2 separate regions of the Gossypium hirsutum genome follow, and region 2 is linked to region 1. A link is a contact called in public Hi-C data. All regions are on one chromosome and are shown on one strand. The core of a region is the stretch at or near the end of the contact, and the rest is flanking DNA. Distances in the headings are between cores, read along the strand shown.

Region 1 (6,760 bases), core at 1,683-4,182:
TTATAAAAATTTTATTAAAAAATAATAATAGTGACCCATTAAAATCTAATGGTTATAAGATTTTTAAAAAAAATTGACCCCTAATCTTTTATTTTATTGGGTTGATATTATTATTTTCATAAAAAATTATCTTTTTAATAAATTTTGGTTATAATTTTTATAATTTTTAATTAATTTTAAATTTTAAAAAGATTTAATTGATTTTTAAAAAGTTTATTAACACTAAATTATAATAGAATAATTGTTTTATTCACTCATCTAATGCACATAAATTAATTTTTTTTTCAATAAAGAACCTAAATGCTATCTAAAGCATATGCCGTCCTATACCTTTCATTCAAAGTCTCTTGAAAATTACAAGTAAAATATTCCAGTCATTTAACAGCTCCACAGATTCCATTCATAAATGTTACATGGTTTACCAAAGAGGAAAATATTCCATTCATATTTTAACCTTCTTTAGACAAAATCAACTTTATCTTGTAACTTACAGCAAAGATTATACCTTTTCTTTTACATTTTACTTCTTTTATTCATTTTTTTATAATATTTTAAGTTATTTTTACTAATTTAAATATAAAATATAATTAAATGAATTATAAATAAGCTTTTAACTTATAAGAAATAAACCAGTTTAGATAAGTAAAAGGATATATTATTTACTTTAATTAGAAAAATGATATTGGGTTTGAACTCAAATCCTTTGGTTAATATCAATTGAGATTGATCACAAGTCGGTTTGAAAAGTGAAAGGCTTTGGACAAAAATATAAGCTTAATAAATGAGTTTGGATAAAAAAAATAATGCTTGTTTAAAAAATGGGTCAGGCCTCGGGTAAGACATTTTTTTGGTCGGACTCGAACCGATCCGAATTCACAGAAATACAAACAAATCTACTACTTTTTTTGTTATTTTAATGTTATATTCTTGTTGTTTTCTCCTTATTTTGCTATCATTTCACTATTATGTTACTACTATTTTGTTATATTGTTTGGATATTTTATAAAACTAGTTTTATTGTTAATTTTGTTATTATTTTAGAGGTATTTGCTTGTTAAGTTGTATCTATTTTAGTGTTATTTATGTATATATATATTTAATATTTATTTTAATGTTTTAGTATTTTTGATATATTATATATTTAAAATTTATATAAAATGAATTAATACGATCGAACTGAGTTGAACCCAAATTTTAATATTTTTATCTGGACCAAACTTTAAAAAAAATTTAAACCTATTTCTTAAGTGGGTCTAGGCTTAACAAACAGCATAATTCTTTAGTTTGGCCCAGCCCTGTCTCATGAACCCTTCTAATATTATGTTTAGCTCATTTTACCTATTCAAAAACACAAAGAAATTTTTTTCCACATTTTTGTTAATTTCAATAAAATAAATTATACATTTTTTGTTCCATTCTAAAAGATCTTTCAAAAGACGAAGATTCTTCCTGCTGATATTTTTTATTTTTGAGTTTTTCTTGTTAGGGCCATTGATTAAAGAAAAACAGAAATTAAAAATAAAGAAAGGAGAGAGCCTTGTAATCTACGCTAAACATAGCAATGCCCTCAACCTCATCCATAAAGCTGAGAAAACAAAAGTCGACGTCGTTTTATCACCAAATAGGAATAGTTTCCCATCGACTATTTCCAAATCAGTTAAATTAATCACCAAAATATAATCCAGAAAAAGAATATGTCAAATTCTAAAAGAGTTCCTCTGCCATGTTTATTTCAGTTAAAACATGCTTTACGAATTCAGTCTTTTTACTTTGTTAGATTTAAAAATGTAACACCTTAAAATTTTATTGTTAATTTCAAGTTTATGATAATATTATTTTTATTATATAGTTATTAAATAATTTTTTTATTCAAAATATCGCACCAACGAAATAATTAAAAAAATTTTAACGATGTTAATAATTATATTCGAAATTTAAAATTTAAATAGTAAAAGAGCTAAATTTTTAAAACTAAAAATAAATGGACTAAAATCTAAATATTAAAAAATTAGAGAATTTTTTTTCAGAATTAGATTTACAATAGACTTTATTTTATTAATTTATCAAATAATTTGATGTTGATTATTTAAAAAAGCACACTTCAATAGTAATATATACACTTAGTTATTGTTTAAAAAAAAATCAAAATTTGTTTGAAGTAGTGGTCAAAGTTCTTGTCTAACAACTAGATGAAATAGGTTCAAACTAAAAGTGTTAATAGATCAAGTCTAAATATGATATTAACATATTTTATCCTTGCTTAAGTCTGGTTCAACTCGAAATATGAGACTTAAATTTTGTTAAAGTCCACCTATATTTATAAATGGATAACTCAAACTTATTTTAAATTCAGTTTTTTTAATTTTTAAAAATATATATTTATATCATTTCAATTTAATATTTAATAATTCCATATATTTTTATTTATTAAAATTTTATATATAGTTATCTTAACATTTTTTTTAATGCTTACATTATAATAATATATTATTATATATTTAATTTTTTTGTACTATAAGTTAAATAATATAAAACATTACAAACTTAAAAAACCAGACTGAGTTGGATCGAACTTTAGCATTAAATGTTCAAGCTTAAGTTCAACCTATATTTTAAACGAATCTAATTTTTTTTCCAATCTCTCTAATCTTGTTCAAACCATGATAATATTTATCAAACTATATAAAAATATTAACTTATAGATGTCATATTTTTCAAAAATATTTTTTTAAATTATTTGATAAAAAAATCATTTCAAAATTGAAAATACACATTTTAAAAACATAAACAAATAAAAATATCAAAGCACATAGTAAGTGCTTAATATTAAAAAAAAACATAGTAAGCACATAGTAAGTGCTTAATATTAAAAAAAAACATAGTACAGGGACCTTCCATAAAAATTGACCAGAAAGAAGAGGAGAGAGGGGAGTGGGTCCAATAATCGGCCAAAAAGCTTCGTCGCATTTCCAGCTTTGTCATCATCCTCCAATTTACATTTTTCTTTCTTTCTTCTCTCCCGAATTAAAAGAAACATAAGAGAGTAAACTGTGAAAGTTTTAATTGAAGGAGATAGAGTGGAATCTCGTCGATGTTTATTTTTGTTTAAAAATATATCAAATCGATGTTCATTACCGGTTAGAGAAAAAAAAGAGTGATAAAGGAACACCGATGAATTTTCTTTGTGGAATATATAGATGATCGATCGAGAAGCTTTGCATTTTTGAAATGGAGATTGTTTTAAATCGATGAAGTGTTTCGGTTTTGTTGTGAATCTGAGTGCCAGATCGGCTCGTTGATGCATTGAGTTTGCTTTTTATTTTATTTCGTGAGGTGGAATCGTTTTTTTTTTGAGACAACGATGAACAACGGCGGCGCTGAAGCAGCCGTGGCTCCGGTGGGAGGGCCACAACCACTGGAGTGGAAATTCTCGCAGGTGTTCGGAGAGCGAACTGCCGGAGAGGAAATACAGGATGGTACAATATTTGGATTTATTCGATTCGGTTTCTCTTAGAGTTATTCATTATTGATTTTAGAGTTTCATTTTTTTTAATCCAAATAGCTACAAGTTTTATTATTTAGTCGTTTTTCCTCATTGCTATTTCTTTTCTCGATTGTTTATATTGGTAATATGTGACTTCAATTTGATATAACATTCGGCTGGATTGCATTATAATGTTAGGATCTAGGTCTAGCTTCACAACTGTTTCAAAGTGTGGTATGAAACAACGGTGTGTAAGTTGTGGTTTATCAATTTGTTCCTGTTTTATAATTATCGCTTGAGTTTCAGCTGAGGTTAGTTGTTATTGACTAAATGATTGAAATAATTAATCAATAAAATATTATTTCATATATGCTTGGCCGTTGTTTTCCGCAAGTTGTTCTAATTACTAGGGTCTTGGAGTTTGGTGCCCAAAAAAAGAAAGGGAAAAAAGGTATTTAACAAGCCTTTGGTGGCAAGTGACTGAGTTTGCTTGCGTGATTGATGCACTTGACTTTAGGTTGTGATTTCTGGACTAACATGGTCATTGTCAAAGTATACTAGCGTTTATTGCATTATGTCTCTCATCTCGGAGGAGTTGTAGAAAATGGAAAAAGGTCCAAGTGAACTAATCAAATTGTCCGACTTAGAATCTTTCCATGTAAGTGACTAGGTCCATGAATTACTGTTGTTTTTGTCCTGTGGGAAACATATAATATCTTTGTGTGAAGCATTTTCAGCTGCGCTGTTATTAAGTTTGCTCTTTACGACACCTTCCTTTCATTGTCCTCAATGCTAGGAGGGATTAAATTGATATTTGGTGATATAATTCTCCCTGATGCTCTTTGCTTGGTGATTCTGCTTGTGTGAAGTAAACAGTTATGGGTATGCTGTACTTGGTACTTGCTTGTCCTGCATTTCTGATTCCTCTGCTCGCTTCATTACATGGTGCTTCTTTTTTTCAGTTGATATCATCTCCGCTATTGAATTTAATAGAACTGGAGATCACCTTGCTACCGGAGATCGAGGAGGTCGGGTGGTTTTGTTTGAAAGGACAGACACTCTAGATGTATGTTGCTGACTGTTTCCTTCTTTTATATTTCTGAAGCTGTGTTGTTTGTTTCACTCACTGTGTTGCTCCAGTGTTCTGTTCTCATCTTTTGTGGTTTGTTCTTTGACAAAACTGAATAATGTGTAGCATGTTGGGCAACGGAGAGATCTAGAGAAGATGGATTATCCAATTAATAGGCACCCTTTATTTCGCTATAAAACAGAGTTTCAGAGCCATGAACCTGAGGTATTTGTGTTTGGTTATGCCAGAAACATAATGAATGTTTGGGTTTACTGTTTACATGCTAAAATATTTCTGGACTTGAATTTCATTGAAATGTCTACGATATTGTTTTAATACAGTTTGACTACCTCAAGAGCTTGGAAATTGAGGAGAAAATTAACAAAATTAGGTGGTGCCAGTCGGCTTACGGTGCTCTTTCTCTTTTGTCGACAAATGACAAAACAATCAAGTTCTGGAAGGTAGGTAAAGGCATCTTTTATATCCTAGATTTTACAATTATAAAGTTGTACACAGATTAGTGTTTATTGTCTTTTTCCAACATTTATGTCCCAAAAGTGGCAGTACAACAAATTTACTCATCTAACCTTGCTATCCGGTTGGTCTTTCTAATGTCATTTCAAACTTGGACAGGTACAAGAGAAGCAGGTCAAAAAAGTATGTGACTTGAATGTGGATTCCACCAAAGCCATGGGAAATGGTCCTATTGTTGGTTCAAGTATATCAACAAGCTCCAAACAATACATGGCAAATGGAGGATGTACAAGCAATGACTTTTCATTGCCAAATGGGGGTTTGCCATCTTTGCGTTTGCCTATGGTAGTTGTTGTCTATCATGAATACTTAAGAACTTATTATGTTATTTTTGTCATTTTTTAATGTTTAGGCTGTGTCTGATCCGCCAAATTGTTGTTTATATGGTTTGTTGATCTGACACATAGTGCTTATGTTGTAATTAGGTAACTACTCTTGAGACAAAACTTATGGCCAGATGTCGAAGAATATATTCTCATGCGCATGACTATCATATTAATTCCATATCCAATAACAGGTCTATATACTTATTTGATTGATTTTAGCCACAACTGGCCCCCATCTCCCTCTTATTCCTTGTATATGGACTATGATGTATATCTTGTTTTATTTTCCTTTGAGTTTCTACTTTCTTGAGTTGAATTGTTTACATTTGCTGTCTGTTGGTTGGGAGGTGGGGAGTGCATTTAGAAAGATCATAAACTGGGAGAGTAATTTCTCAACTTTTGAACCTGAAATACTTCGTCTTCAAAGCTAGCTCCTGATTTTATGAAATACTTATTATTCCTTTCTTCTTTATTTGTAGTGATGGTGAAACTTTTATTTCGGCTGACGACCTGCGAATTAATCTCTGGAACCTGGAAATTAGCAACCAAAGTTTTAACATTGTTGATGTGAAACCTGCAAACATGGAGGATTTGACTGGTGGGGAATCAGTTTTCTAATTGGACATCATGGATTTATATATTTATTTTATACATTTCCTTTATTGCTTATGGGTTGATAGGTCTGTTCTTTCTGTTATCCTAATCCTTCTTGCTTTCCTTCTGTTTTTGGTTATCCATCTGCAAAAATTTCTTCCTCTTTTCTACACCCTGCTATTTTTCCTAGTTGACTATCATCATCTCACTCTTTGAGTTTCACAATGTTACTCTTATCAATTTATGGGTTTTTCTCTGTAAAATATAATACTCTTATGTATTTTTCATGTTTGCATGATTCATTTGCTTGAGTATATACTTGCAGAGGTGATAACTTCAGCAGAATTTCATCCTATACACTGTAATATGTTAGCTTACAGTAGTTCAAAGGGTTCAATTCGTCTTATTGATATGCGACAGTCTGCGTTGTGTGATATCCACATTAAATTGTAAGTGACCCGTGGTATTTCTGTTTTTTCTTGGTTGATTTATCGTTTTAACTGTCATCTTTTGCTGTATGATACTTCTGTCGCATTTCCTTGTATTCTTTTTTCTGGTTTTTGAAGTTTCTTGATGGTACAGGTTTGAGGAACAAGAAGCTCCAGGCTCCAGGTCTTTTTTCACAGATATCATAGCATCAATCTCAGACATCAAGTTTGCCAAGGATGGAAGACACATACTAAGTCGTGACTACTTGACCCTTAAGGTTGATATGTTTTTATGGAATTAATTCTTCTCCTCTTGAATAACACT
Region 2 (6,760 bases), core at 2,105-4,604, 170 kb before region 1:
GGTACCTGTATCACTCACAACATGATTTTACTTTCCTCATTTACTAGAAATCAAGACTTTCACCGTTGAACCATTCGAAATGTTATCAGATATTTTATAGCCTCAAATGTGGGGTAAGGTGCCGATGTCATGTCCTAGACATGGTCTTACACTGGCTCATATCTCAAGTCGAAGCCATGTCCCAGACATGGTCTTACGCTGACTATCATCTCGTAGCCGACGCATGTCCTAGACATGTCTTACACTGGCTTATGTCTCGAGGCTGATGCATGTCCCAGACATGTCTTACACTAGCACTCGTCTCAATGCCGATGCCATGTCCCAGACATGGTCTTACACTAGCTCACACAAATAACTCAATCGTCATGGCATGAATATCCGATTTATTTTCCTAGGGTTCCAACGGGAATTCTATTATCTCTATTCTCATCACATTCTCTCATTTCCACAAGTCAAGCAATTTATGCTATAATAATTTCGATACAATTCAAACAATATATTATCAATGTAGTTTTATTATTTACATACAACTTACCTCGGATTACAAAATGCGGCGACTAGTCGATTTAGTCGATTTGCTTGGCTTTCTCCCAGTCTAGGTTCGGATTCGGTATTTCTTAATCTATAATAGAAAAATACACTTATTTATTCACTAAATAAAATTAGGCAATCAAAATTTTACTTCTTTGGTAAAATGACCATTTTGCCCCTAGACCTTGACAAAATGATCATTTTACCCCTAGGCTCGAAAATCGATTTTTATCAAATTTCTTCGCATCTTAAGCCTAGCCGAACCCTTTTTACTCTTATAGCAACTCCAAATTCTCACTATATTACACATTAATCATCTACTTTACAATTTATGCAAACTAATCCTTTTTAGGTATCTTCATGAAAATCCTTTCACAAAAGTTGTTTACCACACCACTAAGCTTCATATTCTTCCATAAAATTTCAAAAAACACCCTAGATGCTCTCATGACAAAACCCTAGACTTTCAACCATTTTGCAAAATAGTACCTTCATTTGAAAGCTCATGCTTCAAGGGGTCCAAAAATCTAAAAATCTTCAACAAAGGGTATGAAAATCACTTACTTCTAGAGATGATAAGTTGCTGCAAATTTCAAGCTTCAAAACCCTCATATGGTTGGAAAAAATTGGTGAAGAAGAAAAATAAAGAGGATGTGGCCTTTTTTTTATTTTAAATATTAAAACTAGTTAAAAATGGTGACCAAAACTTACCTAATTTTGACTTTCTCATCAATTTGTCTCCTATGGTCGGCCAAGCTATCTCTATAGGGTCTAATTATCTTTTAAAGACCCCCAATTTAGGTTCTCTAGCTATTTGACACTTTTAGCTATCAATTTAGGACTTTTTCATTTTTTTGCGATTTAGTCCTTTTTCGCAATTGGGCTCACAAATGTCAAAATTAACTCACCAAATTTTTCATACACTAATATAAACATGCAATGACTTCAAAATAATGATAAAATACTTTATTCGAATCTGGATTTGTGGTCCTAAGACCACTATTCTGACTAAGCCCTAAATCAGGTTGTTACAAATAAGGTTTAAAAAACCTTATTCTAAAATAAAATAAAAGAAGTGTAGTTCTATATGAATTTTACTTTTATTTTATTTTACCACTGTATTTTATTTAAATAAATATTCTGGTCATTTAATTTTAACATATTAAATTACCCTTTTAGTCTTTCATAAATCCCATAGCTAGGCACGGTTCACCACCCTTAATAATGGTCATGGTCTAATTGCTAACTTGATTATTATCCCTTGTTTTAATTACCACTTTTGGTATTTGAACTTTTACTACTTATAGTATTTAGTCCCTGTATCATAATTAATTACTAATTTGGCAAAATCACCTACTCAAAATTCCATTCACCTATAATTTACCTCCGTAAATATTTTACGGTTTATGGAAATGGTGTCTTGAAATTGCATTTTTTGACACCATTGACTTTCAGGTTGTTACAACAATCAATCAACAATTCGACTAGCAAAAAACCCAGTCTTTCATGCACGAATGAAGCATATAGAGGTACACTATCACTACACCCGAGAAAAAGTACTTAACGACGAGATTAAAATGACGCACATTAGTAATGAATAACAAGTCATCGATTTTTTTACCAAAGGACTTAGCAAAGCCAAGCTTGAAGAATTTCACAAACAACTCGACATGGCCTTAAGGGCAATAGTAAATGAGAGAATTCATTGATGGGGAGTGTTGAAGTCATCTACTTCTCACTCTCTTACTCGATCTTTCTATTTGTTTCTAGAGAAATTTAAAGTTTATCGTCATCTTTAATCAAACTTATCTTTTAAGCTTAACCATATTAATTAATTTAATTAAAATAATAATATGCGCATGTATCTAGTTAAACCGACTAGGATAAACCAATGTAGGAAAACTATAAATAGGCTAACATTTTTCATTTGTTGCATACATGAGCTGAGAATAAATAGTGAACTATAATCTCTCTTTAGAGTTTTGTTATATTTCATTTTTAGGCATCCAAGCTAGTTTTGTTTTCCTTTCAATTTAATCCCTTCTATAGAGTGTGCCTTGTATTTTCAGACACTTTTAAGCCCTTACCGCAACTCGTATCGCGACAAGGGCTTCAATATCACAACACCAAAGTTAGCTGGTGATGTCACAACGAGAAGCTTCCTAACGTTACAATGATGGACAACATTGTGATGACGTGAATGAGGACGTGGCAACATGTTTCCCACAAACACTGGGTTTCTTCTCTTAGTTAACCTCTCCTATATTTTCCTTGTCGAACTCTGATTAGTATAGGGTTATTTTAGTCATGTTAGCCCACGAATTTTACCCTATAAAAGAGGCCTTAATAACCCTAGAATTGATATTCTTCATATCTTTTATCACATTAAATTTTAAAAGACCGATTAAGAGAGAGCTTTAAGGGATTTTCGTGTTTTAACCAGAGAGTTTTATTTTCGAGGTTTAGAGTTTGTTTTTTATTATCTCTATATTGTACTTTTTCAAATTATTTGCTGATCTAGTGAAGTATTGTTTGTCCGTATCCTTTTTATTGGAGGTGTTTTTCCAAGTAAATATTTATGTCTAATTTTCTCTATTTTTTTATTCGTTGTTTATACAAGTCGATCTCAATAGCTCCCTTATTTTGTTTAAATTATTTTATATTTGCTACCTCAATTGCTTCAACACAGGTTGCGGAAGGCCTGGCTTTGAGGAGAGCTTTGTACTGGCTGCAAGATAATTGTTGTCAATTAAATGGTGTTATATAAAAAAAAATGGAAACTTTATAACTTGCGGACAATATTATATTTTCGAAATCTTTGTAGTCTTAATTAATTACGACAAGTTGACTCCTGACCCGATCTGATGCTTTGTACTTACTTTACTCCCTTTTTCTGTTTACCGTTTCTTTTTCCCAGTCTTTCTACATCTACTTCAACTCCGTTTCCCCTCTGTTGCTTTTCTGTATATATATAAGTAATTTTTTCAATTTCAATCATTCACAACCAAAAATCCCTCTTCATAGTTCTCTATTTCCAATAATTTATCAGACACACACACACAAAAAGAGAACTCTTCAAGTTCTTAACCTCCGCCGGCCGCCGTTTCCAAATGTTGAGAAAATCGAACTCCTCCCTTGAAATCCTTACTTTCTGTTTCTTCGTTTCTCTTTTTTGTTTGGCTTCCTTTTCAGTCGCTCAGCGACAACAAGAACAACTCGCTGAATCGGATCGGTTCGACGATGACGACGACGGAGGAAACGGTACCGTTTCGAATGCTTCCTCCATAGCTAAACCGAAGGACGGTACTTTTGCCGCTATTATCGATCGTGCTCTAGAGAAGGAGTTCACTGAGAACGAACAAAATGAAGGTTTGTTTCTTCTTCTTTTTTTCTCCCTCTGGTTTTGCTTAGATTAGGGTTTAGATTTCAAATCCATGAATCAAAGGCTTAGCAGTGAAGTATACAACTTAGTCATACATTATACTTGTTTACTTCAACTTTGCTTGTTCTTTATATGCTGTAGCAATTAATTCTTGTTATTTTTATTTATTTTCTAAGGTTTTTAAGCGGGATCTATTGGTAGGTTATGGTTTTTGTTATCAATGGATGGTTTATAAGATCTTAAAGAATTAATGATAGTTTGTTTGCATAAATTCCCTGGAAATAGATTTGCTAATAGATTCTTCTTCTTTAAATTACAATTGTCAATTATGCTATAAATTCATCTTCATTTGCAGTGGATTATTCAACTTTGAAGGGGAAAAAAATCAATGTTTGAAAGGTTTCTAAAAATATTTAGCTCAAAATTAGACTGCCAGTGTTTCCTTAACGGTATAAACCGGATGGAAATTCAATTTCTGACTTTTTATCATGTTTCCTTTCTGTTGTTGGCAGTAAATGATGATGCTGGAAGTTTCAACAACAGTGTAGTAGAAAAGAAGGTTGGTGGTACTTATTCTTTTGAAAACTTTTCAGTTGGGAAAACTTGCTAGCTTATTCTTTCCGTATGTGTATGCTTGTCAGGCTGTTTTGGAAACCGTGGCCAGAGTGAAGACAAAGAAAAATGATACAAAAGAGGAAAAGTTTGTGCTTCTCCTTATTAACGAGTAGATTTGATTTGTTGATTTTGAGTTCTGATTACTTTAGCGTGTTCATAGAAGAGCATAATTTTGTATTTTGATGATCAAAAGTTTTGAACTATTCATACCATATCTTCTTCATAACTGCTTAGAGACATGTAGTAGTTTCCTCATGTCTTTTGCATCCTCCTTTTAGATCATTTCAACTCCATGACGTATTTAATCTAGAGAATGATAACAGAGCTGAAGATACACCTATGTTGATAGATCGGAAGGTTAGATTTGTTAATTTAAAACTTCACCTGATGATATATTCCCATATTTAGAAATCTGAGATGCTGGTTTATTTTCAGGACAATGTCTTCATCATTTCTAATTTTAAATCAAAATATCCAGTGTTACAACTGGACTTAAGGTAACCCTTTTATTATCTTCATTTCATCAACGTTGCTTTTTACATTCATCTAATAGGCTAATGTAATATTTTTTTTTGTGCTTATGCTCTGCAGACTAATATCAGATTTGGTAGTTGTCATTGTCTCTGCAACTTGTGGTGGCATTGCATTTGCTTGTGCTGGACAACCGGTCTGATTGTATTAATATAAGCCTATATATTCTTTGTCTTCAAGTCCCTCTAGAGTGTCTTGGATTACTAATTTCCTATATGTTTTCTTGTTACATATTTTACAGGTCATTACTGGATATTTGTTAGCAGGATCTCTTATTGGACCTGGGGGTTTTAACTTTGTCAGTGAAATGGTGCAAGTATGTTGTATATTTCATTAAAAAAAATTTGCCATAAACATTTATAGCTTATTTATTAAACCCTTTGTAACTGCTCTGAATGATGGTTTCTTGATCATAACGCTATTGTTCACTCTTTTTCATGGAGCCTTATTATGAAAAATGAGTGTTGTTTCTAATCTGTGTTCCTTCATCTCATTTAATCTAGTTATTATGATTCTTTTAGAGTTCATCTGAAGCCTAAAACAAACCACAGCTCTTAGTGATTTGTTGTTCTGAAATCTATGTCTTTTCTTTCTTTAAAATTTTTAATTCATTCATTCTTTTTTTTTTTTTAAAAAATGAGTTTATTTTATTACAATTGGTAGTTGATGGTTTGGTGCCAATATCAAACTAGGGCAATAAATAAAAATAAAAATAAACATAGGCAATGATTTATGTACCAGTAAGTAATATGGTCTATTGGACTCCGTTATACCATTGTTAGCAACTGAAATTGAACAATTTATATGCTAGGTTTGTGATGTCATTTCATAACAGGCTCTTCAGTTTTAACTTGTTTGTTGGTTATTCATATATATTACTAAGATTTAATAGTTTGTATTTTCTCTCTCATTTGAATCATGCAGGTTGAAACGGTAGCTCAATTTGGTGTGATTTTTCTTCTTTTTGCATTGGGCCTAGAGTTTTCCATTGCAAAGGTTGGATTATGCCTCTGAACCTTTTATTTTCTATTTATGTGATACTCTCTACATCAATCTTCATAGCATTTCTCTAACTTCATCCTTTTTATTTTAGCTTCGAGTTGTTCGAGCAGTTGCTGTCCTAGGAGGGCTACTCCAGATAGTTCTATTTATGTGCCTCTGTGGAATTACAGCCTCAGTATGTCTATTAATTTTGACACAGTCTATGTAGGTTTTGGTTCATTTATCCTTATAAAATGGTGTCATCACCTTCACCTGAATCTGAGGACACTGAGGTTCTACAATTTACATTTAAATTAGTCAAATGGGAAAGAATTTTTGTCTATATTAGATTAGCATCATTTCAGATTACATCTGGGTCATAAAGAGGTTTCTTGCCGTTTTGCTGTTGAAATCTTCAGTATTTCCTACTTGACTTCAAACCCAATTTTAGTTTGCTTTTGTTTTTATGGTATGTTTTATTTCTTAATATGGTTAAGGTACATGCTTTGTCCCAACATGTTATCTTTCTTATTTTCATATAATTATTGACCATTTTATGCCACAATTGTAATGCTGAATCCTGCAGTTTTAATTGGATGTTGTTTGCAGTTATGTGGCGGTAGACTCTCAGAGGGTGTATTTGTTGGTGTATTTCTTTCAATGTCTTCAACAGCTGTGGTAAAGTTACAGTGCAAAACTTTTATAGACACTTACAGCACC

The links. Hi-C and Micro-C count contacts between places; a contact is called where the count stands out from the background.
Region 2: a Hi-C map of leaf shows a contact between it and region 1, with 2.5 times the contacts expected there. The contact joins the promoter of LOC107961661 here to the promoter of LOC107961659 in region 1. A contact is called at or near these places in 15 of 34 Hi-C or Micro-C datasets (anther, callus, fibers and 4 more).

Annotation. Positions count from the first base shown.
Region 1 is chrA06:30,937,286-30,944,045 of Gossypium_hirsutum_v2.1, reverse strand. It overlaps LOC107961659 (serine/threonine protein phosphatase 2A 55 kDa regulatory subunit B beta isoform), which reads left to right and starts at 2,932. Exons shown (of 17, transcript XR_001701341.2): 1 at 2,932-3,476; 2 at 4,447-4,550; 3 at 4,680-4,778; 4 at 4,895-5,014; 5 at 5,187-5,372; 6 at 5,513-5,604; 7 at 5,893-6,011; 8 at 6,333-6,456; 9 at 6,590-6,713.
Region 2 is chrA06:31,112,112-31,118,871 of Gossypium_hirsutum_v2.1, reverse strand. It overlaps LOC107961661 (K(+) efflux antiporter 6), which reads left to right and starts at 3,354. Exons shown (of 19, transcript XM_016897736.2): 1 at 3,354-3,900; 2 at 4,426-4,472; 3 at 4,555-4,613; 4 at 4,807-4,885; 5 at 4,964-5,025; 6 at 5,120-5,195; 7 at 5,301-5,375; 8 at 5,984-6,055; 9 at 6,153-6,236; 10 at 6,650-6,718. The coding sequence starts at 3,642.